7 separate regions of the Mus musculus genome follow, and all the other regions are linked to region 4. A link is a contact called in public HiChIP or PLAC-seq and promoter capture Hi-C data. All regions are on one chromosome and are shown on one strand. Each heading gives the region's core, a stretch centred on a gene start, on an enhancer-like site or on the middle of the called end of the contact. The rest is flanking DNA. Distances are from core to core; before and after follow the strand shown.

Region 1 (3,503 bases), core at 320-2,819, 730 kb after region 4:
ATCACTCCATGATTAGTAAATACACTAGCAACTGATTTACAAATGGCCGGGTCATCAGATTTGGCTTATCAAGTTTGAATTCAGTGTCGGCGGCAAAGTGACAGCGCAAAGAATCTGCATCTTGATTTCAAGGTACTCTCTCCTGAGACGCTGAAGTGGAGGCTTAAGGAACTAGCAGGAATCTGCCCCACAAAGAGGGAAAGGGCATACTAAAGCAAGAGAAACATGTTGAGTATTTGAGGGACACTGGCGCTTCAACCCTAACAGGTGTGTCTGCCAAACTAAGGAGTTTGGATGTCATTATATAAACCGGGGAACCACTGGAGGATTCTAACAAGAGGACTGACATACTTCCTCTTGGGCTCACCCAAGGGTGTACTGTGGGAAGCCAGGGCTGGATGTAGACAAACTAGTTAGGAGCCTACTGCTGTAATCTCAGTGTGGAAGAATCTGAGAAATATTCCTGCACACCATACACTCAACATTGGACAGGTGAAGGAGGAAAGCCGGAGTCTTCGGATTCCTCCTTACAGACTAGGGGATTATTTGGGTAGAGGTACTACTGAGCACGCTAGGGCACACCGTGGAAGCATACTGATTTCTTTTTAGAGGGAGTCTGGGGGAGACATAGGTCTTAATCGTCACATCTGAGACCTATGGGGAATTGAAACCAAGAGAGGCATGAGTCAGTTGGTTTACTAGACTCCCTTTCAGAGTCAAGAAATTTGCAAAACCATGTGTACCTGGCAGCCTCATTTGGAAAGAACAAGTATAGCGATTTGGAAATATGACATTCTGCTTGCTAAAACCATTGAAAACGTAGAAATTAAGAATTAATTTTAAAAAGGGGGGCATTATGCTACCAAAATGACACAATGGAACAATTTATTTCCAACCTCTTATTAGAGATAAACGAAGGGGGTTACTTCTCACACTTGAAAATGAGCGGAGAACCTGGTGTTTAGATCAAGGAATTCTTTTTAGCGGGGCTGAGGAGCAAGAACTTAGAAACGCGCCCTCGAGTGGTAGTGGAATGAGGGGTCTCTAGCACCCCCTTTACCACCAAACAAAGCCCTGGGTAGAAATGCAATTTGCGAGGATCAAAAGGCCACCTCGCTCGTACCGCTTAACCGAAAGAACCATACGAATCTTCCAGGGGACAGGACACCCTTCTCCCCCTTACCTGTCACGCCGGCCAAAGGAAAATTTCACTTTCGACTCAACAAAAATAAACCCTCAGGTTTGACAGCTTGCAGTCCGTCCCGCTCTCGGCGACAAAACACCTACCAGCCGATGCTCCTAGTCTAATCAGAGCCTCGGGAGCCGACTGGGCAGGGCTGCGACCACGTGGGTGACCGCGGCCAGCAGCAGCAAGCAGCGCAAGGAGGAGGAGGGGGCGTGCCCAAGTGGTGGGAGGCCTGCTGGTAGGCGTGGCCTGTGGGGCCGGGCAGGTGGGCGTGGCCTGCGGCCCGGGGCTCCCTCCTCTCCCCTTTTGCCTTCGCCCTTCGAGCCGCCACGTAACGCCACGTCCCCGCGCATGCGCACCGCGGCTGGTGTCCGCGGCTGTTTCCGGGCTCGGGGGGCCGGAGAGGCTGCTGAGTAGGAGGCGGCGGTGGCGGAGGCCGGGGAGTGCGGAGAGCCGGCTCGGGGGCTAGGCCCTACGGGGGGCGGGGGGCGGTCGTGTTTTCTTTGGCAGAGGGGCTGGTGAAGCCGGCGGCTGAGCGACAAGATGAATTTCCTCCGTGGGGTGATGGGGGGTCAGAGTGCCGGACCCCAGCACACTGAAGCCGAGACGGTGAGCGCAGCGTCGCCGGGCCGGGCTGGGGCCGGGCTGGGTGGGTGAGATCGGGGCGTCTACGCCGCTCCCGTCGCCTGCCTTCTTTCCTTCCCCCTGCTCGGACGCGCGAGCTCCCCACGCGGCGGTGCAGCCCGGGCCGTGGTGACAGGAGGGCTTCGGGGACCCGGCACGGCGACGGACCGCGCGGCCCCTCCCTCCTTCCCTTTAACCTGTCGGCCGGCCAGCCTCGGTGCCGGCTGAAACCCGGCTCTACGGGGCTGGAAGGAAGTTAAGACCCAGCTGTTGGCGAAGGCTTGTGGCTAAGAATAAAACGATATTCTTGGGGCACAATGCCACCTGTTCCTGCCCCATCAGCTGTAAGAATGGGCGTTTGCCTAGGGTTGGTGGTTCAGACCCTACTTTTCAGGTTCACCCAAATGTGTCATGGGGCAATACTTACTCCTCTTGCACGCTGTAGTGATCTGCGCGCTAACCACTCTAGGGACTCTTCTGCTCTATTGGTGACATGATTTGTTAATGTTTTTCTTTTTTAATTATTAAGACATGGAAAACCGGCATTTGATTTTATGTTTAGGATACACTTCCTGGGAAGTTTGCAGAGCCAATTGGAAACTGCTGTGGATGGCTTACCTGAGAAAAATGAATTTAGATATACAGAAAAAAAAAAAAACCGCGTGTGACATTTTAAAGACAAACTTTGGGTAGTTGTCATAGCTCTGTTTTGTGGATTCAGAAGGGTCATAAAATAGGACCTGCAAGATAGGATGGAGTCTTTACTAATGAAGAGAGAATTAAAGTAACTTGACCAGAATCTTGGAGCTAGAATTTACTACGGGGGAAACTAAGAAACTAAGCTTTCTGCTAAGCTTAGACTTGATTGCTGATCCCGGGTTTCAGTTGTTAGCTGGCCCTTTTGGAAATAAGATTACCCACATTAATTAAGTTAGGATTACGTTAACTAACGAATGTAGTGTACTAATGTAGTTAGTGTAGTTTACGCATGTAGTTAGTACTGAGGGAGATGGAGGAGGCCTAGGACTGAATCCAGGGCCTGATTACATGGAGGGCAAGCATTCTGCCACTGAGCCAGACTTCCCACCAGGTTACAACGGAGCTGAAGGCTGTCACATGTGTTGTTTTTGAAAATCAGATCTCCTCTTCCCCCAATACCTGGCTTCCCTTGTTCCTCCCCACATGGCAACAAGGCTGCTGTTATTGGAAAGCCAGGGACTTTAGCTCACCACAGTCACAGCCCATCTCTTTAACCTTTCTGTGTTTTGTCTGATGTTTGTCTGTCAGAGACACACAAATTAAGAGCTGGCTTTGAAATGAGACCTTGATTTGAATCCAGGCTTCCAGGCTTGGTTGACTTGGACAGATCTGGGAAGGCTAATGCTTTCTAAGTAAAAAGTGCTGGCTCCTGTGGCTGTAATGAGTCTTTAAAGTTGAGAAACATGAAAGTGCAGCCCTTAGTAGATGCTCAGGAAAGGATGGACTTGACTCTAGTAGGTTAGGCTGAGATGATCCTTCGGCCTTGTCACAGTGACCTCTGTGGAAGAGGTGATGCGTTCTTCAGCGTTAGAGGAATTTGAAGCTGAGGCTCCTGGAGCAGCGAGAGGTCAAGCCTCCTCACTCTCCGCTCAGCAAAGTGACTTGTGCAGTTGGTACTGCGGAGCTGGAGCTGGGATGCTTGGTTCAGTGTGCA
Region 2 (3,803 bases), core at 365-2,864, 760 kb before region 4:
GTTATTACTCTGAGGTAGTCTAAATAAATGAGATTATTTTATAAGCCAAACTGCACTGTTATTGCTAGATCCTATAAGCCAATAGCACAACAAATGTCAGTTGACTTGGCATTAGAAATCTACCCAAAATTCTTCAGTCAGTATCTCATTAGATGTGGATTAGGAAATTCAAATTCTATAGTGGAAAAATGAACATTTAAGACAATGATGATTTGCATTGTAAACCATTTAGCAACATTCATAAAACTCATAGCAAGAGTCACAAAAGTGTCCTTTACACAACACCGTATAATAAAAAGCCACTTCCTTGTCATTTAAGCTGAAGAGTTAGAGCCCGACAAAGCATGAGCACCAGACTGTTAGCATATAAAGAAAGTCACCATCATTTGACTGTAAACCATTCAATATGTGTTACAACAGAAGGGCTTAGCCCAGATAGTCTAATTTGATGAAAGTCATTCAAATGCAGTCTTTCATGTGAAGCATAAAGGCCAGGGCTTTACAGCATAAAATAGATAGTAATTTTCTCACTACAGATGCTTTTTATTTCCTCAGAAATAAACACCACTTTCACAAAATAAAAGTGGATAACATTTAAGTTTAAACTGGCCTTCAGGTAGGCTAAACACTTGGAAGTGAGGAGAAGCCAGGCAGTTTTACCACTACAGAGCTGCTGCTGCTCGCCCATGGTCACCAGGTCAGTCTCACAAGCACTGTTCCTCTTCCAGCATCCTCAGGGTCTGGTGTTGTCTGTCCAGCTCAGGTCAGTTTGTCCTCCCCGTCACACCCATTTTACAGATCTGTAGATTTGTGGGCGGTGACATACGATGCGATGCCGTTTGTGGAAGAACTGCCACCTGTTTAATCCCCACTAAAGTGCCCTGAGACACATGGTATCATGTTTGTTTTATAGATGCCAGACTTATGAGGCTTAGATATGGGAAGTAACGTTCAAAGTGACAAACTAGTAAGTAGCAGACACAAGGCTTGATCCTATGACTCTCCAGCTTCAGAATCTGGATGCTAACTCACAGATGCCCTTGTGATTACGGTCATCCTAACATTGTTTGGTGAGGTCTTCATTATATCTCAATCCCTTCTCAGTGAAGCTGATTTACCTTGAAGAAAGGAACATTTAACTGACCCCTCAAGTTAAAGGGTCTTTCCTTTACGATGTAGTCATGTATGACAAACTTGAAACACAAGAAGCAGCTAAGGTAAAAGTCAACGAGCTGGCTCTTTGGGAAAGGGGAAGGCAGGGTGGTCTTGCTGCTCCAAACGCCCCTCCCCACTACTGTGTCCTAACCCCCTCACGCGCTTACCTTCTCCAGGAGAGTATTCTGAAAAAAAAATTCTGATTTAAGGCCAACTCACACTAGGGCTCAGGTTGCGCTGATGCACGCACGGGTTTACGCTTCCTGACTATGGATTTCAGTTTCTCTAGACCGCTCTCAAATGCTCCCCGCACCCCTACCTGGTGTGCCTGTGTGTGGACTGAGCGGGGCTCTTCGCTTCAACCTCCAAGTTCACCTGCTTTTGTGCCGGGCAAAGGAGACTCTTGTGACCAAGCAGCGCGGAGCCTGAGGTGGCGAGCTGTCCCTTACAGTAGTGGGAAGGCGGAGCTGCCTGCGGGTGACAAGGCGTCCTTGTCACTCACCTGATCACTCACCTGCTCCGAGCCGAGGCAGGCAGTCAGGGTGGAGGACACATGGCTGGCCCCACAGTGCTGCTCCAGGCAGAGTTTCGCAGCCCCAGCGGCAGTTAATTATTACAAGGTTGCCCATCGCAGGGGGTGTGAGCAACCTGAGCCACGCCCAGTGCCTCAGTGCATGTTGGGAGTGTTTACTCTGTCCTTGCGGCCAGCAGGTACCCTGCTCTCTGCAGTAGTGGACTGATGGTGGGGACCTTTGTCAGTGACAGGCTGCAGGATCTTTGCTAGCCAACTGTGCTGCAGATAAACGGCTCCAGCTAGGACTCTGCGTTTTGTCTTTGAAAAGTTAAGTTGTCTTTCAGCTTGTGATTTCTTAATTTTCTTTTCCTTAGTCTTGGCTTTCTGCCAGCACCTTTGCACCCAAGACTTTTTTTTTTTTTCCTCACACCCTTAGGGTGTGCCAGAACCTTCCAGGCAGCTTGCAACATCAGGGCTCATGTGCCTGGCCTGACCACCTGACTTAAATTGGGTCTTGGGTAGCCGTATTATTATTTTAAGAGAAGGTGAGGCAGGCTTGACTTGTGTTCTCTGAGGTGGAATGCTGACTGAACTGAAGGTCTGACAATGACGCTAGAGCCCCAGTGCTTGTTTGATGTGTCTATACGGTGCCTTCCATAGGATTCTAAACTCACGCAGAAAGGGTCAGACAGTCGAGTTAGCCTGTGGCCATTGAAAAAGGTGAGGGGCTTTGAGATTTAACAGGCATTGGTCAAAAGAGGTATCGGCCATCACTTGTACTAGCTTGGCCACGTTGGCTCACAGTATACTGGTGTGTGGTTGCTGGCGTGGACTGACCTTTGGATGATAAAGAACAGGACCTGCAGTGTTTACAGCTCTGCTTCTACAATGTCTTGCTCAGATCCTGGCTGCACCCAGTCGCCCGTGCTCAAACGGATCTCCTGTTTGTTTTCAGTGTCTGGGCAACACTGGGTTTCTGCCTTTATCTGCAGCCTTCCCTTTAAATACTTTATCCTCGTGTAGATGTATAGTTTTTCTGTAGACTGTAAAGCCATATAGCATGCACAATGTGAAAAATTTCAAAAACACAGAAATGAAACAAAAATATTTACAAATCTATCTCTGGAATAAAATTATTGTAAGCAGCGGGCTGACTGTCATGGCTGACATATTTACTCTGGGAACATATCTGAAGGTGGCTGCATAGTTTGCTCTTCTATAACTTATCTTTATCTCATAAAAGATATTGTGAACAATTTACCATATGTCAGGGTGGGTTAATTTTTTTCTTACAATGTATTTTAACTAGCGGCACTGTAATATGCCATATGCATAGAGCATTATTTATTTAAGCAGTTCCTTATTGAGAGGGAGTTTTATTTCTAAACAACACTACAGCGAATTTTTACATGTAATTGCTCTGAACTGTGGTTACGACCTTACAACCTTCAAAGTGAAGTAACAGGATGAAAAAGGGTATATACTTTAAATTATATTAAAATTTATTTTACTTTTATCTTATGAGCATGGGTGTTTTGCCTGTGTGTGTGGACACCATCTGCTTTCTGTGCCTGCTGGGGCTAGAAGAGGGTATTGGATCCCCCAGCAATGGAGTCACAGACAGTAGCGAGTCACCATGTGGGTGCTGGGAACCGAACCTGGGTTCTCTGCAAGAGCAGCAGGTGCTAAGTCCTTAGCCATGCCTCTAGATTCTAAAAGTTTTCTAATCCAAAGAATAATTTATTGATTTCATAATCCTAGGGTAATATGTGTTCATGAGTTATTGTACTTCTTTCCAATTATTACCAGTTTGAAAGTTTAGAATTCATATTTTATTTTATTTTATTTTATTTTTTGAGACAGGGCTCACTTGATAGCTATTCCAGTCTCCAACTCTCGACCTTTTGGTTCATTTCCTTAGTGCTGGGATTCAGGTTTATACCATCCTCAGCTGATAAATGCTGTAAATGTGTACAGAATTAGTTACTAGTAAAGTCGAAGTCTTTCTTACATTAACCTTGCATATTCGCTTTTTTTGTTTTTGAAATTTTCTCTTTGCCCATCTTCCTCTTCTTTAAAATGTGTCTTTACAGAGGAGACTTACAACTCTACCTTGGATACGCCGTGGCTTGAC
Region 3 (3,919 bases), core at 713-3,212, 640 kb after region 4:
GGGGGAAAACCAACCAACCAAACAAACAAAAAACATTGACTTTTTATTCTAAAAAATTATGATAATCCAAAGTATATATTACATTTTCAACACTTGTCACCTAAGTGTGTGTGTGTGTGTGTGAGAATCCAAAGTATATATTACATTTTCAACACTTGACACCTAAGTGTGTGTGTGTGTGTGTGTGTGTGTGTGTGTGTGTGTCTGTGTCTGTGTTAACCCAGGGCCTCCAATAAGCTAAGCAGGTGTTCTTTCTACCACTGAAGTACACCATCCAGCAGCCATTATTTGCACAGTGTAAATGGAGATCAACACAGAAAAGAGAAGATGGAGAGAATGAAAAGAATCCTAATTAAAATCAAATTCAAAACTCTTCACTATCTTATTACCACTTTGGGTATTAGATTCTACTTAAAACTATTTACAGTGTCATAGGCACTGACTTCCCATATAGTTCACATTTTAACTTCTTTTTACCTTTAATTACTTTTATAATAAAAAATTTACATTTGGAAAAACCTTCAGTGTGATTCTAACTGGCATAGTTTTTAACCTTCCCTTAAGTATATATTGTAAAGGAGTAAGCTTTAGGCTAGTGAAAATAATACAAATAGCTGGAATCTATAGCCTAGATCGTTTTTAAACATATTGTAATTGGCATCCTAGATATTTAAAGATGCAAAATGAACCAAATAAAAATGACCTTAATCATGTCTAAAAGGTTCTGAAACATATTATAACCTAGTATTATACAAGTGAACTAATCCAAATTTATTTTCCCAACCATGTAGACACACTACATAGAGCACACCTACTTGTTCAAGTGGGACTGTCTAAAATACCTTAAGAATATCATGGCCTAAAATATGCCTTGTTTCCTCAGTAACTTATAACCCATCAGTTTCTTGCCTTCTCACTCTTAAATCTATGGGTAGCACGTGGCATACAAAAAAGAAGTCTGGTGCGATGGCACTATAATAATTTAGGATATGTGCCATACAAGCATACTGTTCAAATACTACCAATGTTCTTTGGTTAAAATCAAACTGAAATTTCTTATACATAAAAGAACGAAATAACTGGGTTTTTACAAAGTATTATACTTACTATTTCTTCCAAACCCTTCACATGGAAAGAGCCAAAGGTTTTCAACTTGGAAACAAATTTAAGGTGATATGCATCTCGCTAGCAGATCTAAAAAGATGCTGACTAGCTAGCACACTAGCAATCCCAGTATTGGGATTTCCTCTGCGGACGCAATTACCGGTCCTAGGTGAAGCAGGCAGGGAGGCAGATTGGCTTCTGCCCTCCGCAAGCTCACACTTCCGAGGACTACGGGCCGCATGCTGCCGTCGTCAAGGCAACGACCTCACTCGGTCCCCAGCCATAGGCAGTCTCCAGAGAGAGAGAAAGGGCCCGAGTCAGAATGCGTCTGCGACAGGCAAAGACACAAGCACCTGTCAAGGACAACAGCTGCAGAGAAACGAACTGAGGAAAACAGAGCACCGCCGGCCGAAAGCCCTCGGGTCGCTCAGCTCAGGGAAGCAGCACCTCGCCAAGTAGCCCTAGGCGAAGGCGTTGGCCACCCTAGCTGCAAGGGGCGGCTCTCACCCGCCTGGTCCCGCCCCGCCTACGGCGGAGCCTCCCTGATCCTGATTGGCTGAGGCCTGTCGTCAGGCGTTGTGATTGGCTCTGTGCCACCCCGCCCCGCCCCTTCACCTGGAGCTCGCAGGTTCGCTCAGCTGACGGCCTCGTCCCCACACCTACGGTCTTAAGTTTGTAGGGACCTTTCTGCCGGCGCCAGGAGACCTCTGCTCTCAGGGGACCGCAGGTTGCCCCAGTGGCCACGAGGAGAGCCAAGGTGACGGTTCGCTGGGACTGAGGAGACCATGAGATTTCCCAGCTTGCCCGCCCGCGGCGCGGCGGGGCGCTGCGGGGCGCGGGCCCCACCCGGGGAGGTTCCGCCCAGCCGCGATTCCTCGCTTCCTTTCGGTTCCGGGCGGTGGACCGGAAGAGCCTAGTAGTTTATTTAGCCGAAATTGGTGGGATGAGATCTGTTGACAGACCTGACAGGAAAAAGGACCCTGGGACGCCAGCCTGGTAGGGAAAGATTTGGGGTGGAGCCCAGAGAGGACCAGAAAGCAAGAAAGGTAGGTGCTGACTGCAAGCGGCGCAAGCTGGAGCTTAAAGCTTGCCTTCAGCTTGAAGACTAGATTAGCCACGACAGGGCAAGATCGGAAGACCATTACCAAGCATATGCTGACGTCGTACGAGAAGCCGGGAAATGCTTTATCCCTCCTTATTAAGGGACTGAGATTGTAAGGCCAAATAGTTTTACTTGTATTCACCTATAGCCACACAATTTGTACTCAACTAAATATGTTTTTTTTTTTAATAGCTCGATCCAGGAAAGTATCCTTGATAACAGACACGTATATGCCTAGCCAGCACCCAGGGGTTATTCTTGCATAGTAAGGTGTAAGAGCAATTGTTTTATAATTTTTCTTAGTTCGGTACTGCATTAATCTCCCGGTGCTCAGTTACCATCATTCACCAAACTGCTTAAAATCGAGTTCCCGAACCTACAATTTTGAGAACCACCTCTGGAAACAGGGTATGGGTTTTTGGTTTTTTTGTTTTGTTTTGTTTTGTTTTGTTTTTTTGGGGGGGGGTTGTTTTTGGATAACCCAAGATGTGAGTTATAATGTAGCAATGAGCTGTGACCAACTTGAAGATAATTCCCATCGCTTTACTCTAGATTGTAACAAACCCCATGAGGTTTAAATAGAAAAATATTTATGAGTGTTCTGCCTGCTTGTATGTCTGTGCACTGTGAGCGTGCTTGGTGCCCACAGAGGTAAAAGAGGGCGTCAAGACCCCCTGGAACTGGAGTTACAGTTGGTTTCTGATTGCCGTGGGTCCTCAGGAAGAGTGACAGGTGTGCTTGGCCACTGAGCCATCTCTCTAGACATTCATGTGAACTTTTATGTACAAACAGGTTTATTAGGGTGGGAACCTCATATTTTACTTTTTTCCAGTTTTACAAAAAATAAACAGTTGAGTAGCAAAATTAGTGGTATACATGGGAACTGAAAGGACAAAGGCTATAAAAATGGTGAACAGGTGTTGCTTGAGAAAATATTTAAAAGTTGGAAATAACTGTAAAGGAACTAGAGGGTAGTCAAGAAGTACAAGTTCCTTTGGGAAATAGGGTAGTTCAGTGATGGCATGCTTGCTTGGACTGCACAAAGCCCTGGGCCCCACATCCAACAATTTATACACTAAGGCATGATGGTTGTGGCACAGCCCTCTAATCTCAGCCCTCGGAGGTAGGGAGCAGGAGTGCCGCAAAGTCAGGTCTCTCTCAGCTACTGACCAAGCTCAAGACCTAGCCTCTGTGAGGCACCATGAAGAAGGGAAGGGGGAGGAAGATTATTCTGTCTGTCATCCGATTACTGAAGAGGAAGGAGATAGATGTTATGTAGAACAACTAGGATTGCTGTTTTCTTCTTGAACCATAAAATAACTGGCAGAGAAAAATGGTAGGGAAGGAGGCAGCATCAGTAATTCCTGAAATACTAAGTGTAAGGGTTTATTAGTCCAGAAGAATTCAAGGAGAGAAAACATGCACATTACCTAGCCTAAATCTTTAGTAAATTTCATTTTTCTATTAAACCATACTGGTCAGCCTGGCACGTAGTGAAAACTTTAGTCCCCAGCAAGCATATGTCTTGAGTTCAAGGCCAGCCTAGACTATACTGCAGGTTCCAAGCCAGCCAGAGCTATATATTGAGACCCTGCCCCAAACAAAACAACAAACATACTGGTCAGATTGAGGCTCAAGAAAATAGTAAGTTTAAACTCCTAAAGGTAGGTAGTTATGACAAGTTTCAATTCAATAGGAACAGAATAAAACGTT
Region 4 (3,447 bases), core at 794-3,293:
CCTCCCATCTTTCAGGTTCTCCCAGTACCCACACATATCTTCTGTGTGACTTCTCATCATTCCATATTCAACATGGAGCTCTCCCTTCTCTGCTTGTCTGAGCTTTTCCCTGTCACTTTGGCATTCCCAACTCAACATAAAGCAAGAACCACACCTAAGAATCTCAGGACCACTCTTCTGCCTGCTTCCTGTATACATTAGCATATAGTTCACTATACCAAGATGAAGAAGATCTTGGCTGGGGGGCAATCCAGACAAGGTAGAGGATGTGAGTGCCAGCTGTGTTTAAGTGATACTGACAATAGTCTCAGCACTTCCTCTACACCTCCATCTCATGTCCTCTTGGTTCACATCACTCTACAGTGGGTTAAGGTGACATGCCTCCACTGTAGGCTAAGCCAGTCCTTCCTCTCTAACCTGGACCTTACATGCAGTCCTTCTGCCACCAGGTTGACAAGCATTTTATCTGCCTCTCTAGTTCTGGAGACACAGCCAAACAAAAATTTCACTTATATTATCTGTTTTTACACCTTGATAAACAATCTTGTCCCTTTTTACAGTTGTTAGCCCTCTCCAGGCTTGAGAGAAGGTATATAATATAGCACGGTGACACATAAGAGGTCCCTCTCCTTACAATGTCTCAATGCTCTTAGATTCCACATAAGGCTAGAAAGCACCCTTCCCTTCCAGAACCCCCAAGGACCTCGAAGCAGAGGTCTGGAGATGGCTGGGCTCTCCCACCAGGCTGTCCTCTCGTCTGCTACTCAGAGGCAGAGGGCAGGATGCCACCTGAAGCTGCACTCTGCTTCCACAGCTCTGGCTTCCAGGGAGCCGCCTCTCCTCTCTTGCTTCTGCGGACATCCAGGAGTTCTCAACCAACAGGCCCTAATTTTCCAAATAAAGAGATGTATTTCCTCTCCTGACTTTTCAAAGTAGGAAGCAAAAGGTCCCAAGTGAGGCCGTTTGGTATTTTTTCATTTCTCTTTGCTTTCTCGTCCTGAACGAAAAACAGTCACAGAAAGCTCTCAAGAGAGGACTTCTCCCTCGCAGCTCCTGCCACACGAATGGAAGAAAGAAAAGGGAGAGAGAAGGTGTGTGTGTGTGTGTGTGTGTGTGTGTTTGTGTGTGTTTTCCAGGAACGAGACAGAGAGAGAGAGAGAGAGAGAGAGAGAGAGAGAGAGAGAGAGAGAGAGAGAGAGAGAGAGAGGAGAGAAGACGGGACTGCTTTTGAGACTACCAGTAGCTTAGGAGGATTCATCACACACACACACACACACACACACACACACACACACACACACACACACACACACTCACACACACACAAGCACGTTGCTCTCCAGTCCATGCATGTTAGGAATGCCCGCCTCTGCCTTCTGCAGGTATCCTTCTCGGTGCAGACTCCCTTGCTTCTTCCTTTGAGAGTCTCCTCCCATCTCAGGCACCTGCTAAGCACCTCCCGGGTCCCTGCCAGCACCTTCCGCGAGCTCTGCTCCTGGCACTTCAAGGTGCCACCTGAGCACAGCCCAGCAGCAGGCAGCAGGATCCCTGCCGCCCTGGGCCTCGAGTATACCCAGGGAAGACTCCAACAGGTGCAAGCCAGAGGCGGGATCTTAACTTCACCAGCTCACTCTTTCAGCAAGGTTCACAGGACTCCAGCCCCCATGACTTTCCTCCTGATCTGTAGCTCTCAGAATGAACACTTACCCAGGGCAAGGACCAGGAGCAGCGGCAGGGAGCTGACACTGCTACCCGGGGCTGTTGGGTCCATCAACTGTGCTGTGAGGGGCAGGGCAGCCCCTGGATGAGTCCTCAGGTTCCTTCTCTATGCCCTTCCTGGGCCCTGGCACCGAGAGGGTGCTTGAAAACTAATCCCTGAGCCAGGAGGAAGCGAAACTAAGCAGCAGGCAGCCTGCCTACAGAGCAGGGAAACACCCGGGGCGGGCAGCCAGCGGGCTCCAGTGTCACCCAGAACTGGGAGCCTCCTATTTATCCTGGAGCCTTCTGCACACACCCCCGGAGAGGCACACCACTTGGTGCTGGTAGCCTGCACGCTGCTCCCACCCAGCTGCCCCACACCCATACTCACACCCAAGGACACGCTCAGAGGGCCACGGGGCCAGCTCTCCCACTCCCCCTGCTGGGTCTCACCTGACGGTTCATTTCTTTCCCCCTGTGGGACAAAACAAGGTAAATGGGGCCCAGAAGAGAGGCAGAAGAGGACCTGGTCATGTGGCCTCAACTCATGAAGCCCTCTGGGGGAAAGTCTAGAAGTCTCCTTCTGGCCTAAGGAGCGAATTCTGAGACTAGAGCGAAGTTCACTGAAAAGAAAAAACAAACAGACAAACAACAACAACAACAACAACAACAACAAAAAACCACAAAAAACCTCAAGCATTTGACAGTTGACGCAGACAGGCGATTTCTCAAGAGTCATTGTTGTCTATAGAATTCTTAAAGTTAATACTTCAGTTTTCAGTGCCTTCTAGTCAGTTATTAATTAGCCGGGCATTTTAGCTTGCCAAAACGTCCTTTTGAAATTTCATGTATCAGCTGGATGTGGTGGCACATGCCTCTAATCAGGAGGAGAGCAAGTTTGAAGGGTCAGCCTGGCCCACATAGCACAATATTAGCTCAGAAACTTAGTAACAAATCATCTGAGTAAATAGATAAATAAAAGAACTTCATTTCTATTTTATTTATCCATTATTTTTTCATTTGTTTACCTCTTAATTCTAGTAGGATCTTTCTGTTTCTTTTTCGTGTGTGTGTGTGTTTGTGTGTGTGTGTGTGTGTGTGTGTGTGTGTGTGTGTGTGTGTGTGTGTTGTATGCTTGTGCTTTGCCAAACCTTATCTCTATTTCATCATGCCTAGTAATGGGAACTTTTTATGCATTGAGCCGTCTCTGGAACCCAAAGACACACTGAACAGCCTATAAAAGGGTTCCAGTTTTACCGTATAGCACAAGTATATTTGCATCTGAACTGACCAAGGGGTTTGGGTCTTATGAACTGATTTACTGATCTTGTAAAAGCAATGCATACAATGCATCCACCTTCAGAAGTTGCATTTCTGACACTGGAAAGTACAATAAACATTTTTTTTTACATATGAAAGATAAGTCAAGCATTTGACCCTCCTTTTGAACCCCATTATATAAATTAAGCAAGTGATATTTTATTTCTAAACCGATCCTAGTTATGTTAGTGCCGTAGGCAACTGATGTATCTAGAAGAATGAAGTTTTAAATCCATCCATTCTAGTTAACCCCTTAGAGCCCTGGAAGAGGGAACCGTCTCAGATGATTGGGTGGGGTCCGGAGCAGGGAAGAACTGAGAGATAGAGGGCCATGCACCACAGAGGTGATGGAGTACAGGAAGCCATCAGGGCTTTAGAATGGTGGCACTCCCTCCGTATGTCTCTGTCCTTTTATCTTCCTGGCATCTG
Region 5 (3,454 bases), core at 417-2,916, 630 kb before region 4:
AAGTCTGGAGCATATTTGTTATTTAATATTTTTTGAGTAAACAGAAACTACCAAATAGTTGTTTTATCTAAAGGCTGACTAATAAAGCCTGTAAATTTTACATGACAATTAATTTGTTGATACCTCCTTCTGAACCTTGCTGACAATGTCTTCTTTGTGACAAGATGCATTTATTGATTGACTTAAAGCAGGTCATCATGGGGCATGCCTGCAGTCTTAGCACTTGGGAAACTGGAGGGGGGGGAGAGGAGGAGCCTATATTCAAAGCTATCCTAGGCTATAGAGCAGTGGTTCTCAGCCTTTCTAATGCTGTGACCCTTTAACTCAGTTCCTCGTGTAGTGGTGACCCCTAATCATAAAATTATTTTCATTGCAACTTCATAACTGCAATTTTGCCACTTTTATGATTACAATGTAATTATATATTATTATGCAGGATATCTGATATGTGACTCTGTGAATGGGTTGTTTGACCCTCAAAAGGTCAAAACCCACAGGTTGAGAAACACTGTGAGTTTGAAGCCAGCTTGTTGTACACTGAGTGTTCCTTGCACCTAAGATACTTTATACAGTTCCTCTCAAAGAACTAGAGTAACCTTAACAATTGAACACGGAAAAAAAGTTTAAGTGGCGTTAAACATGGAGAAAAATGTACAGTGAAGCCCATAAATACTGTCAAGAATGGGGAGAGTTGTTTGTGGTGGCCAGAAATGGGAAGCTTGTGAATAATGTTAAAAATTCTTTCCATTTCCCTCTGAGTTTTAGAAGATGTGTAAACCAGCGACTCCTATAGACTCGTGCTTCTGTACAGCGCGATCTTCCTGTGCATCTGTGGTTAATGTGTGTCTCCATAAATATATACATATAAATGCATCTACAATAGAAATGCCAAACTTTTACTTGGCAATGGTAGCTACAGATGGCTACCATTGAAAAGCAGTAGTGTGGAGTAACTGTGAAGGGAAAGGGGCATATTTAATTTTCATATGCCTAGAGTGTATGAATATTTCATTAAAAATAAAAGAGACAACAAATAAGTTGATCTTGATATTTTTGTACACTCATACAGTAGAAACAAGTAATTTCTTACATAAAGAAATTTTTATTTACATATTTGGATAAAATCAAAAGAAGGTAATTTACTCAGAAGACAGAGAGAAGCCCATAAACTCACACCCAAAGTGAATCCTTCATATTAAGTGACTCAATATTTTTCACCCCACACACCTTACAAATTCTGATACCCAGCAGGAACCAGCACAGGAACTCTCTCTGTCATTTGGTGGGAGTAGAGAAGCTCCTCCTCAAAGACCACAGGCTTGTGACTGAAAGTATGCTCAAGAGTCCACTAAGCCCCAAAACTACTTTGTAGAAAAGGTGTGGCCTGTGACTACCTGCTCACACAGAGAATGCAGTGATCTGACCTAGGTCTGACCTCTAAGTCGGGGGCTATGCATCTGTATGAATCAGAGCCAGAGAGAAACAGCAGGAATGTGGATGAACTGATGCAGAACTGGTAGCTAACTCTGCAGGATTTTTAACCTGTCTGGTTGATATGGGTTGGACACAGCTTGACCATCCTTTTATGGTTACAGAGCCACATACACTCACTTCCCCTTCCCCACCTCTTCGGCAGTATAAAAAGAGGTCTGGAGGCATATAAAGCAACATAGCAGCAGTGTTCTGGGCAGCTCAGCCTCACGTTGTTCCCTCCTGGCTCTGGGGACAGTTCTAGCTCACTGCTCTTCATTATGGGCTTCAGACTCAGACCTACATCGTCCTGCACCAGGGCCTGCCCACTTCATAACCTCCAGATCTTGCTGCTGCTGGGCCTGATCCTTGTTGCGCTGGCTCCCCTTACAGCTGGAAAATGTAAGAGAAATTCAGGGAAAGATGAGTATGAAGGCTGCTTCCCTTCATCATGTGTCTAAGCGGCTTGTGGTGCTCATGGTGGGGCTTGGGGTATGTGCATGGATTGTATCAGTGCTTCTGGGTTTGGAGGATGTAGTGACTAAGAATTCTAAGACATACTTATGAGGACTTCGTTACATGGAAGACAATCTGCTAGCTTTGCCATTCAAAGTTTACAGATCCTATTCACCATGTTTGTGGGAAAGAGGGGCAATTGCCTTCAATTTACAAGTTAGGAAAGGGAGGAGAATAATGCATAGTCACCAATTAAGACTTGTGCTCCATTGTAGCTGATGGCATGGACCCATATATCGAACTGCGCTGCAGATGTACGAATACCATCTCTGGAATCCCATTCAATTCTATCTCCCTTGTGAATGTGTACAGGCCAGGAGTTCACTGTGCTGATGTGGAAGTGATGTAAGTCCCTGATTCTTTGTTCTGCTATTGTCATTATAGAAACCCTCTCCACTCTTTTCCTCTTTCCTCCCTCCTCATGGATCTGTTCTGACAGAGAGGCTGTTGTACACAGACCATCATTTTCTCTTTGGCAGAGCCACACTGAAGAATGGACAAAAAACGTGCCTGGACCCAAATGCCCCTGGCGTCAAGAGAATCGTCATGAAAATCTTGGAAGGTTACTGACCAGCTGCTTCATCTGTGCCAAACCATTTTCCTGCTCAGGAAGGGTTGAGGGTTTGAAATCTGGACTTGGTAGAATTATTTTTCCACTTTGAAATTGGGATGTTCTCTCGTTCTGTCTCAGAAATCACACTGTATTCTGAGAAGGCATGATAAAGAATGTCACAACAAACAAACAAACAATGATGAAGACGGGCAAGCCAAGTTGCAACCTGCAATTTATGGTCTATTTCTGCAGTTCTTGGCTAAGCATTCTGACATGTCCTGCATTTCTCTATTTGAGCTTTTCTTTTCAAATGTACTATGTCAAGTTTTCATTCTGTGTTTTTAATAATTATTTCTTTTAGTTTTGAGATTATAATTACATCCCTTCCCCTTTCATTTTTCTCCCTCTGAACCCTTCTATATACCCATCCTTGCTCTCTTCAAATCCATGGCTGCTTTTTTTTCCCATTGAGCATTGTTATATACATATATAATGATAAATTTCGTAGTGGTCAATTGCAACGGAAATCGCCTGGAGTCAAGCAGTTTTCGCTCTGGTCATGACCATGTTTTTCCAATGTCTTATCCCTAGAATGTCTTGTTTCCAAGCAACCTCTGCAACATTTTACATATGTTTACTTGAAACTGAACACAATAAAATCATAGAAAGTAAATTCTGCAAGTAGTGGTCATTTACTTTATAGTGAATATGTTTAACACCAGTAGCACCAAAAGTGTGAGGTGAAAAAGGGTTTAACACAAACTGTTTTTAAAAACGCCACTATTGTCTGCAACAAAGAAATATGATGGGTCTGATGTACTATTAAAGGTTTTCTATATCCATTCTCTCTCTCTCTCTCTCTCTCTCTCTCTCTCTCTCTCTCTCTCTCTCTCACTGAACTTTGGGGCATCATGT
Region 6 (3,673 bases), core at 1,040-3,539, 560 kb after region 4:
GGATCATTTCCCAGTGTACAGAAACATGCTGTAACACAGCTTTCAGCAAAACAGCCACATTTTTGCTCTCCTTGGCAATAAAAATCCAAAAATCCTCTATGCTATTTTCAGTAAGCACTCCAAGGAAGCTTTACCCTGAATACTTCCATTGGCACTTTTCTTGTCAAGATCAACAGCGACCTTCCCCTGGCCAAAGCAAAAGCCAGCTGTCACTCCTTATCTTGCTTGCACAGCTACACTTGATCTAGTAGATGACTTACTCCTTGAAACACCTCAGCTGGCCTCTCCTATTAAGAAAGAGGAAGAGGGAACAGAAAAACAATGCTTGGACACTCAGAGAAAAAGATTTTAAGTGTTGTGAAACACAAATTTGGTTGTGCAATTTCTTTGCAGGGGTGGAAGGGGAAGGCCAGGTATTAAATTCAGTTTCATACCACTTTGAAACTGTAAAAATATTTCAGTAGAAATGTAACCAAAAGAATATTTAATTCTTTATACAACATTAGATAATTGACCAGTCTGAAAAAATTCATCCAATGCAATGAATGCTCACCAGGCATGGCCTACAGAAAAGGGTTTAAGTTGCCTTACAGATCTAAGCCTATCACTTAGTCCTAACTTATAAGGTCAGTGACCAGCAGAGCTGATTGTGAAGGTGGCGAAGGAGGAGTTGATGACCACTGTGGGTGCTAGTTAATATATACTCCTAGTCATTTCTGGGGACACACCTCTTAAAACACCACATGTGCACTCTAGCATGCAATCATCACATGGTTTATAAAAGAGGGACTTTCCCTGTTGGCAGAGAAGGCTGAACCTAGAGACTCTCTGGTGAGGCCAGTACTCTAGCAATGACCTATATATACCCCCAGCCCCACCTCCTTTTTTTTTTTTTCTTATTTGCATTAGCATCTCCTGGCTGGTATTCCTTCTGCCTCTGCTTCACAAATAGCTGGAAGTATGCATCTCCTGGAGCTACAGGCCTTTACCACTAAGACCAGCTTCCAAACTTGTATATTTTATATGCAAGCTCTTTAAAAAGTAGCTTGCTCCAAATTACACAGCAAGTTAAGGACAATCTAAACTATGAAGGGAAAGCTATAGGATTCCAAGAGTCAAAGTTTCTTCTCAGTGGGAGGCGACTTCTGAAGACTGAAGCCAAGGCCTTCAGCATTATAAACTCAATTCTAAGGCTGAGTTATAACCCCAGCTCAAATCTCAGGCTTTCTCAACAAAATATTAAAACTGCTTCTTAAAAAAAAAAATCAGGTAAGTCTTAACTGTGTGAGAGTCATTTTTAAAAACTCTAGATGACTAGAACGTCTCAAGCAGGAAAAATGACAGCATATATGTATTAGGCACTCCTCCAATATCCAACTTAATGGCAATCACCCAACTCTCACTTCACACAGACATTTTCTCCTGGACAGGTCTGGGCATATTCCTAGACAAAAAAATGAAGCTGACAAGCCATACTATAAACTTCCTACACGTACAGAAATTATATTCTGATTCTTCCCTTGCTTATGCTTTCATCACTGCATCATACGCACTTGACAGAAATGCCAAGGCCCTTTCACTTCCTCATTCTACTGTCAACCGCAAATGACGGATAAACCCACAAGGGAGGTGAATTTAAGCAAGGGCCAAGTCTTTACAAACAAGAACTTGGCTTGCAGCGGCGATCGAGTACAGAGCTCCTGCTCGCCTTGCCAAAACGTTTCCTGCAAGGAGAGCCCAACTCCAGATGGCAGGTATCCTGACAAGCAGCTCGGTCTGAAGCTTCTGCCCAACCTGCCCTTGCCAGACCCGACCGCAGCTCATCGAGGAGGTACCCTCTAAAGTCGTCACCTTGAGGAGACAAGCTCTGTCATAGTGCTCGCAGCCCCGCGGCCCCTGCGCCAGGTTGCGGACGCCATCTTCCCGCGCCGTCGCCGCCATCTCCTCCTCCTCCTCCTCCACCACCTCCCCCTCACCAGCCACTGAACCTTTCCCCCAGCTTGGAAGCCACGCCTTAAGGAAGCAGAGTCGGTCGGACACCCGCTCCTCCTCGGAGCAGCGGCCACCAGAGTCAGGAAGGGGGGGTCCAATCACGTGATCTGCAGCATCCGGATTTCCGGTCCCTGGTGTAAGGGGTGGAAGCCAAGTGAGACGCTTAGTCCGTCGTCCACGTTAGTCGCTGTCGTCACTGCTAATGGTAGTAAGTCTTAGGTTGGCTCTTTTTCCCCGCCCCGGCATCGCTGCCAGCCCTGATTGCGGGCGAAGGGGACCGCTGCGTCGTCTGGCGGGCGCTGCTGCGAGCCGCCGGCGCCGGTGAGGAGCGGCCCCTCCCGCGGCTGCTCCGAAAGGGGGCGGGGCTCGGCGGCTGCGCGCGCAGGTCCGAGTGCCGGCGGCTGTCCCGGTCTCCTTTTTTCCCTGCGCCCCCTTTAGAAAATATTGTGCTGTCACCCACCCAGGACTTAAGAACGCAAAGTGAAAAACAAGTAGCCACGCCACGCCCCCGTGGAACTCACAAATGGGGAGGGGGAGAACGCCACGGCATTAGATGAGGTCACAACTTCCACACTGGAAGGACAGTCCTGTGTGGTGTCCCTGGGGAAGGAGACGCTCGAGCTGAAAGTTGAATGGCAAACAGTACGCCAGCAGGAGTTAGTGTGTACCAGACCTGTGGGAGAGAAAAATCTGGCCCGTAAGAACATGAGAGAAATAAAGAAGCCTGCAGAGTTTGAATCTCAGACCTCAAGGTGCATAACTTTATGTCCACTCTTACAAAATACCAAGACTTAGAGCATTTTATCAGCAAAACTTCAGGTGTTGGGATCTGGGAGAAGGGAGGCAATTGTCCGGGAGGAGATGCCTTTAGCTTAGCCCTGGAGTTACTAACTCGTTTTAATTCTCTTCCAGTTGTGTTAGGAGTTGCTAAAAACATGGTGAAAGGTTGCTCGGCCATTGGATGTGCCTCTCGCTGTTTACCAAATTCCAAGTTAAAAGGACTGACATTTCATGTGTAAGACTTTGCTGTACTCAAGCCAGATACTTTTAACTTTTTACTAAAAATGATTCTACCAGAGTCTGCAGTTACAAGCTTTTGTTCCCAGTCTTTTTAAAATAACCTTGTTAAATTTGAACTGACAATGGTCCCTTTATAATGTGCAAGTTTCAAGTGCCAAGGAATGAAAGACCAGATAGCACCCCCACCAAAAATAAAATACCCCCACGCACAAATTGTCAGGCTCGTCTTTGCTAATGTTTGCATTCTAACTGTGTTACGGTCTCTACTGTTCATATGTCGATCATCATCTAACTGAGGGCTCTGTTCAAATACCCATACCTTCTTTTTAGAAATAGATGAGGTGGAGTGGTTCACTGTAAACTACATGTTCAGATCAAGGATTATTTAGCTGTGTGAGTTTGAGGATTCTAATTTAGTGTTTAGCCATTCCTGTGACACCCTAGGAAGGGTCTAATAGGATTTAATAAGCATACTTAGGATGTTCGCAGCTTTTGTGAAGCACTGTTATTACTAGGGAAAGATCTAGTTACTTTACTAGGCAGGGAAATAAAAAGAACCTATGTGCTACCATGTCCCAAAACAATATTGAACTAGCTTAGAAATGTTGAGAAGTCTGATTATTGCCTCCTGTATATGTCAAAGTAATTGTAGCTCCAGAAC
Region 7 (3,780 bases), core at 333-2,832, 680 kb after region 4:
ACCAGGCTGGCCTCGAACTCAAAAGACCACCTGCCTCTAACTCCAGAGTGGTGGGACACTGGGTCCAAACCTAAAGACCATAAAGGGATCACTGAATTTCGCTAAATCAAGTGTTTACTCAAAGTTTGGTTCACATGCCTAGGGCTACAATAACTGCCAAATATGGAATTGGGACAAGAAATTACTATCCTCACTTAGAATTAGTGCATCCTTTTAAACTGCAGCTAATGGTTCCCCTGCCTAGGTACTTGGAACAAGCGAGGTATAGTGTCTAGAATCTAAAAACCAGAAACCTTAAGCTAATCAACTGCACAACAATCACACCCGGAGAGAAGGGGGCAATTTTCCTTGATTCAGATTTGCTGCACGTGTTTTGTTTTTAAGAAGCAAAAGGCATCTCCTCAATGTTTTTTGTGCTTTGGTTTAAAACTAGTTATATCTTGGGAGTAGAAATTGTGAACACGACCCTACAGCCCCCCCCCCCCCCCAAAGCACCACAGGGGTACCTAAATAAATCTGCCCTTAGAGACGCAGGAAAACCTCAATCAGACTCCACTAACGAAATCCACACCATTTAGGGAAACTTACGTTCTTCTCCCCTTGTCCTACCCCAAAGAATAGCAGGGGGAGAAAAGCCCATTCCCAAAGCACTGAAACGTCCTTTTTATTCCTGGGTAACAGGAGAGATTGTCTGCAGAAAAAGGACGTAGGAGACGCACGTTACAGTCCCAGTATCCGAACACGTTCGGGATAATCCGGGGAGGGCGGGGGGAAACGCCGAGCACCCGGCAAGTGGAGCGGCGGCCACCTTCAACCCCGGATTCAGTTTCCGGGCACAGAAATGGTGCCCGGAGGCCGCTACTTTCGCATCTGCGTTGCTTCTGCCTCCGCCGACACGGCCTCCTTCCCCTCCCCCACGGGCGGGGCGACGACCGGGAACTAGGGCCGCCGGCGAGCGGAGGAACCAGGCGGGTGGGCTTCCTACCCTGAAACCGCCTCTGCAGGAGCCCACTGCCCCGCTTCGCGGCTTGGCGCCCGTTGGCGCGCTCTGGGAGCTGGCGGCGGACAGGGTACCCCCGGGCTGCTTCATCCTAGCAATCCCCAGCCCCACCTGTGCCCTCCTCTGCACCACGCGCGCAGGTCATCCTCCTCCCCACGCAGCCTTCCGCTCACCTTGCAGGAAAGGCTCGGCTCTGCACGCACGCACGCACTCTTGCTGGCGTAGGCAGCCGGCGAGAACAATGTTTCCGCCGCACCAACCCCGACACCAAGCGCACACACCGGACGGTTGCCGCGAGCCGCGGAGCGGAGGGAAATGTCCCCTGCCGACCACCACACCGACCGCCCCTCTCGGCCCCCGTACACACCTCCAACCAACAGCGGCGGCGGGCACGTCGCGCGGAGGTCAGTAGTGTCGCGGGATCGGCCGCAGCAGATTCTCCTCCCTCGAAGCAACCCGAGGCTTCGGAATCCGGAGAGCCGCGAGCTCGGGGCCCCTCACAGCCACCTCTTCCCGAGAGCCTAGAGCTGCAACGAGCTCCAAGAACACGGACGTCCCGCCCCCTTTGCCGCCGCCCCCTCTTATTGTTTTACCCCTGCGGAAAGGGCTAGGGAACCCCCCAGCACAGCGCCAGCCAATCAGGCATCAGTTTGGAGAGCTAGACCCAACCTTCTCGCGTCCCACTGCGGAGCACGCGCAGAACGGCGCCGCGCTCGCTCGCTCGCTCGCTCGGGCGTCCGGAAAGCCAGGGAACCGGAACCGGCCTAAAGTCGGGGCGAGAGCCCGCTGATTTGACGTCACAAGGAAGCTGCCTTTCTCTTGCAGTGATGCTGAAGCCTCCCTGTCCTCTCAGGTGGCGCGAACAAAAAAGATGGCTCGCCGCTAACCAGTGGCTTTTACAAACGGTTATTCCTGGAGCCTTTATTCGTGATAAGAGGGAGCAAATTTAGTAATGGTCCTGGTTGCTGCGTTATCGGAGCATTAAAATGCAGTTTTGAACTCTGCACAGTGAGCTCACCTGTATTGCTTAATTAGCCTGTTTTAGGAAATGGAGGTTTAAAAGTCTTTCTCATCAATGTCAAACAGCTAGTTTTAAATAAGGGTGCCGAGCTATGGAGTATGGGGAAAGTATGACATAGGCTGTATGGGCTTGGGGCTTTTGTATGGCCTTGGTGGCTTCATCCTTAAATGGAACTTACTGGAACAAAGGCTGAAAGGCTTAAAATTTAAAAAAGAAAAAAAAAGCCACTTATAAATCTATGCCACTGGGACTTAGTTATGGAAACAACACTGCTTCATGAACCTTGATTCATGGGGAAAAAAAAGCCTTTGTAGACCAAATGTTACTTTGCCACTAATAGCAATGTTTTCAATTTCAAGATAGCAGAAGAAACTGGGAATGAAGCTATGAAACGGTGAAAGGAACGGAAGGGCAATTGAGAGGAATAGAACACATTTTAATCAAGCAAAATGCAGGATTAAATACATCCTCAGTTTTCCCTCACAGTAGAGATTTCCTAGAAGAAGAAAAAAAAAAGGTTCACAAAAGGCAATGCTGATTGGTACTTGAGCCTCCAAAATCTACACTGGCATTATTTTGGATTGCTTAATAATTTTTATATGCAAAATATATAGGCAGACCATCATTTATTAAATGACTCTGAGATGGTTTTTCTTAATGCATTACTTCTGCAGATTACCTTTTAAGTACAGTGTTTATAGACCAGATACGCTACTGGTATTTTATAAAAGTCACTTATGTCTCACAAAAACCCACTTACGTAATTACCTATTTGAATGCACACTTTACAGATGAGGAAAGTGAGACTTACGAGACGGTTTACCCTAAGGACACGCTCGTATTACTCATCTCAGCCAGGCTCGGGGCTACATACCTCTAATCCCAGCACCTGGGAAGCAGAGGCAGGAAGATCACAAGGTCTAGGCTGACCTGGTCTACGAAGCAGATTCTAAGTCAGCCAGGGGTACATAAGGAGACTCTCTCGATAATACTCAAACAAACAAGGACTACTCATGTTAACACAAGCACTCTGCATCCATACCCCACACCCCTAATTGTAAACGACAGAATGCTGCTACTATTGACTGCTAAAATTTCAACTGTTTCCAATCACATCGAATGCTTCTGGTTTGTTTTGGATATTTCAAGACCAAGTTTCTCAGTGTGGCTCTGGCTATCTTGGAAGTCACTCTGTAGACCAGACGGGTCATGTGTGATACCATGCTGGGCTCCATGCAGTGTTTTTGTAAGTATTCTTCATCCTGTAACCTGAGATAAGGTGTGTCTCCAGGCCTTGCTGTGCATGGGATCAGATCGGGGTTTGTTAAAACTCCCCTCAGCGTTTGTGATTCTGCAGATGTGTGCTGAGGGCTGAGAACAGGCACATCCCACAAGTACCAAGGGATCATAGAGCTGCTCTGGGAAACCATTCTACCACCCCTAAGACAGAGGGCAGCAAATGTCACTGAAGGAACAGCAAGTATCTTCTTCAATCTCCTCCTTTTATAATCCTTCAAAGCATAAGAATAATTCTAAGCTTAGCCCCAGGACTAACAAAAGCAGGCCTCAGGCAATCCCTGCCACTAAGACATACCAATTAATGTTACTTGTTTAAAAAAAAAAAGAGAGACTCAATTTTAGTAAATTAACTAATTCCCACAAGCAACTAGCATTTCTTATTTCCTAAATGTCTCTCGTCTGTTCTCTGAATACCGTCAGCTTTGCACGGGGTCAGGCTGGTTTCATCTTTCCATGATGA

What was found. Promoter capture Hi-C pulls out the DNA fragments that hold promoters and counts their contacts. HiChIP or PLAC-seq counts read pairs in DNA pulled down with a chosen protein or histone mark.
Region 1: a FOXA1 HiChIP or PLAC-seq map of pancreatic cancer cells shows a contact between it and region 4. The contact joins the promoter of Uso1 here to the promoter of Btc in region 4. A contact is called at or near these places in 4 of 39 promoter capture datasets (cranial neural crest, hippocampal neurons and liver), 2 of 115 datasets of contacts at active chromatin or transcription factors (the NIH/3T3 cell line and pancreatic cancer cells) and 1 of 9 other capture datasets (embryonic stem cells).
Region 2: a contact with region 4 is called in a promoter capture Hi-C map of liver, with 3 times the contacts expected there. The contact joins the promoter of Rassf6 here to the promoter of Btc in region 4. A contact is called at or near these places in 3 of 39 promoter capture datasets (hippocampal neurons and liver) and 1 of 9 other capture datasets (adipose tissue).
Region 3: a FOXA1 HiChIP or PLAC-seq map of pancreatic cancer cells shows a contact between it and region 4. The contact joins the promoter of Cdkl2 here to the promoter of Btc in region 4. A contact is called at or near these places in 8 of 39 promoter capture datasets (the 3T3-L1 cell line, cranial neural crest, frontonasal cranial neural crest and 3 more), 1 of 115 datasets of contacts at active chromatin or transcription factors (pancreatic cancer cells) and 2 of 9 other capture datasets (adipose tissue and liver).
Region 5: a contact with region 4 is called in a FOXA1 HiChIP or PLAC-seq map of pancreatic cancer cells. The contact joins the promoter of Ppbp here to the promoter of Btc in region 4. A contact is called at or near these places in 2 of 39 promoter capture datasets (hippocampal neurons and liver) and 1 of 115 datasets of contacts at active chromatin or transcription factors (pancreatic cancer cells).
Region 6: a contact with region 4 is called in a promoter capture Hi-C map of hippocampal neurons, with 7 times the contacts expected there. The contact joins the promoter of Rchy1 here to the promoter of Btc in region 4. A contact is called at or near these places in 9 of 39 promoter capture datasets (the 3T3-L1 cell line, cranial neural crest, embryonic stem cells and 5 more) and 7 of 115 datasets of contacts at active chromatin or transcription factors (acute myeloid leukemia, astrocytes, embryonic stem cells and 4 more).
Region 7: a FOXA1 HiChIP or PLAC-seq map of pancreatic cancer cells shows a contact between it and region 4. The contact joins the promoter of G3bp2 here to the promoter of Btc in region 4. A contact is called at or near these places in 3 of 39 promoter capture datasets (cranial neural crest, hippocampal neurons and liver) and 1 of 115 datasets of contacts at active chromatin or transcription factors (pancreatic cancer cells).

The regions. Positions count from the first base shown.
Region 1 is chr5:92,136,369-92,139,871 of GRCm38.p6, forward strand. It overlaps Uso1 (USO1 vesicle docking factor), which reads left to right and starts at 1,570. Exons shown (of 24, transcript NM_019490.1): 1 at 1,570-1,795. The coding sequence starts at 1,730. It also overlaps a transcript of G3bp2 not described here.
Region 2 is chr5:90,638,913-90,642,715 of GRCm38.p6, forward strand. It overlaps Rassf6 (Ras association (RalGDS/AF-6) domain family member 6), which reads right to left and starts at 1,615. Exons shown (of 11, transcript NM_028478.3): 1 at 1,475-1,615.
Region 3 is chr5:92,041,080-92,044,998 of GRCm38.p6, forward strand. Cdkl2 (cyclin-dependent kinase-like 2 (CDC2-related kinase)) reads right to left here and starts at 1,963. Exons shown (of 14, transcript NM_016912.2): 1 at 1,720-1,963.
Region 4 is chr5:91,400,951-91,404,397 of GRCm38.p6, forward strand. Btc (betacellulin, epidermal growth factor family member) reads right to left here and starts at 2,044. Exons shown (of 6, transcript NM_007568.5): 1 at 1,708-2,044. The coding sequence starts at 1,771.
Region 5 is chr5:90,766,852-90,770,305 of GRCm38.p6, forward strand. It overlaps Ppbp (pro-platelet basic protein), which reads left to right and starts at 1,667. Exons shown (of 3, transcript NM_023785.3): 1 at 1,667-1,872; 2 at 2,202-2,331; 3 at 2,466-3,212. The coding sequence starts at 1,752. The coding sequence ends at 2,556.
Region 6 is chr5:91,960,779-91,964,451 of GRCm38.p6, forward strand. It overlaps Rchy1 (ring finger and CHY zinc finger domain containing 1), which reads right to left and starts at 2,290. Exons shown (of 9, transcript NM_026557.4): 1 at 1,852-2,290. The coding sequence starts at 1,941. It also overlaps the pseudogene Thap6.
Region 7 is chr5:92,082,162-92,085,941 of GRCm38.p6, forward strand. It overlaps G3bp2 (GTPase activating protein (SH3 domain) binding protein 2), which reads right to left and starts at 1,583. Exons shown (of 11, transcript NM_001080795.2): 1 at 1,368-1,583. Gm46933 reads left to right here. Exons shown (of 2, transcript XM_017321256.1): 2 at 711-2,004. The coding sequence ends at 1,412.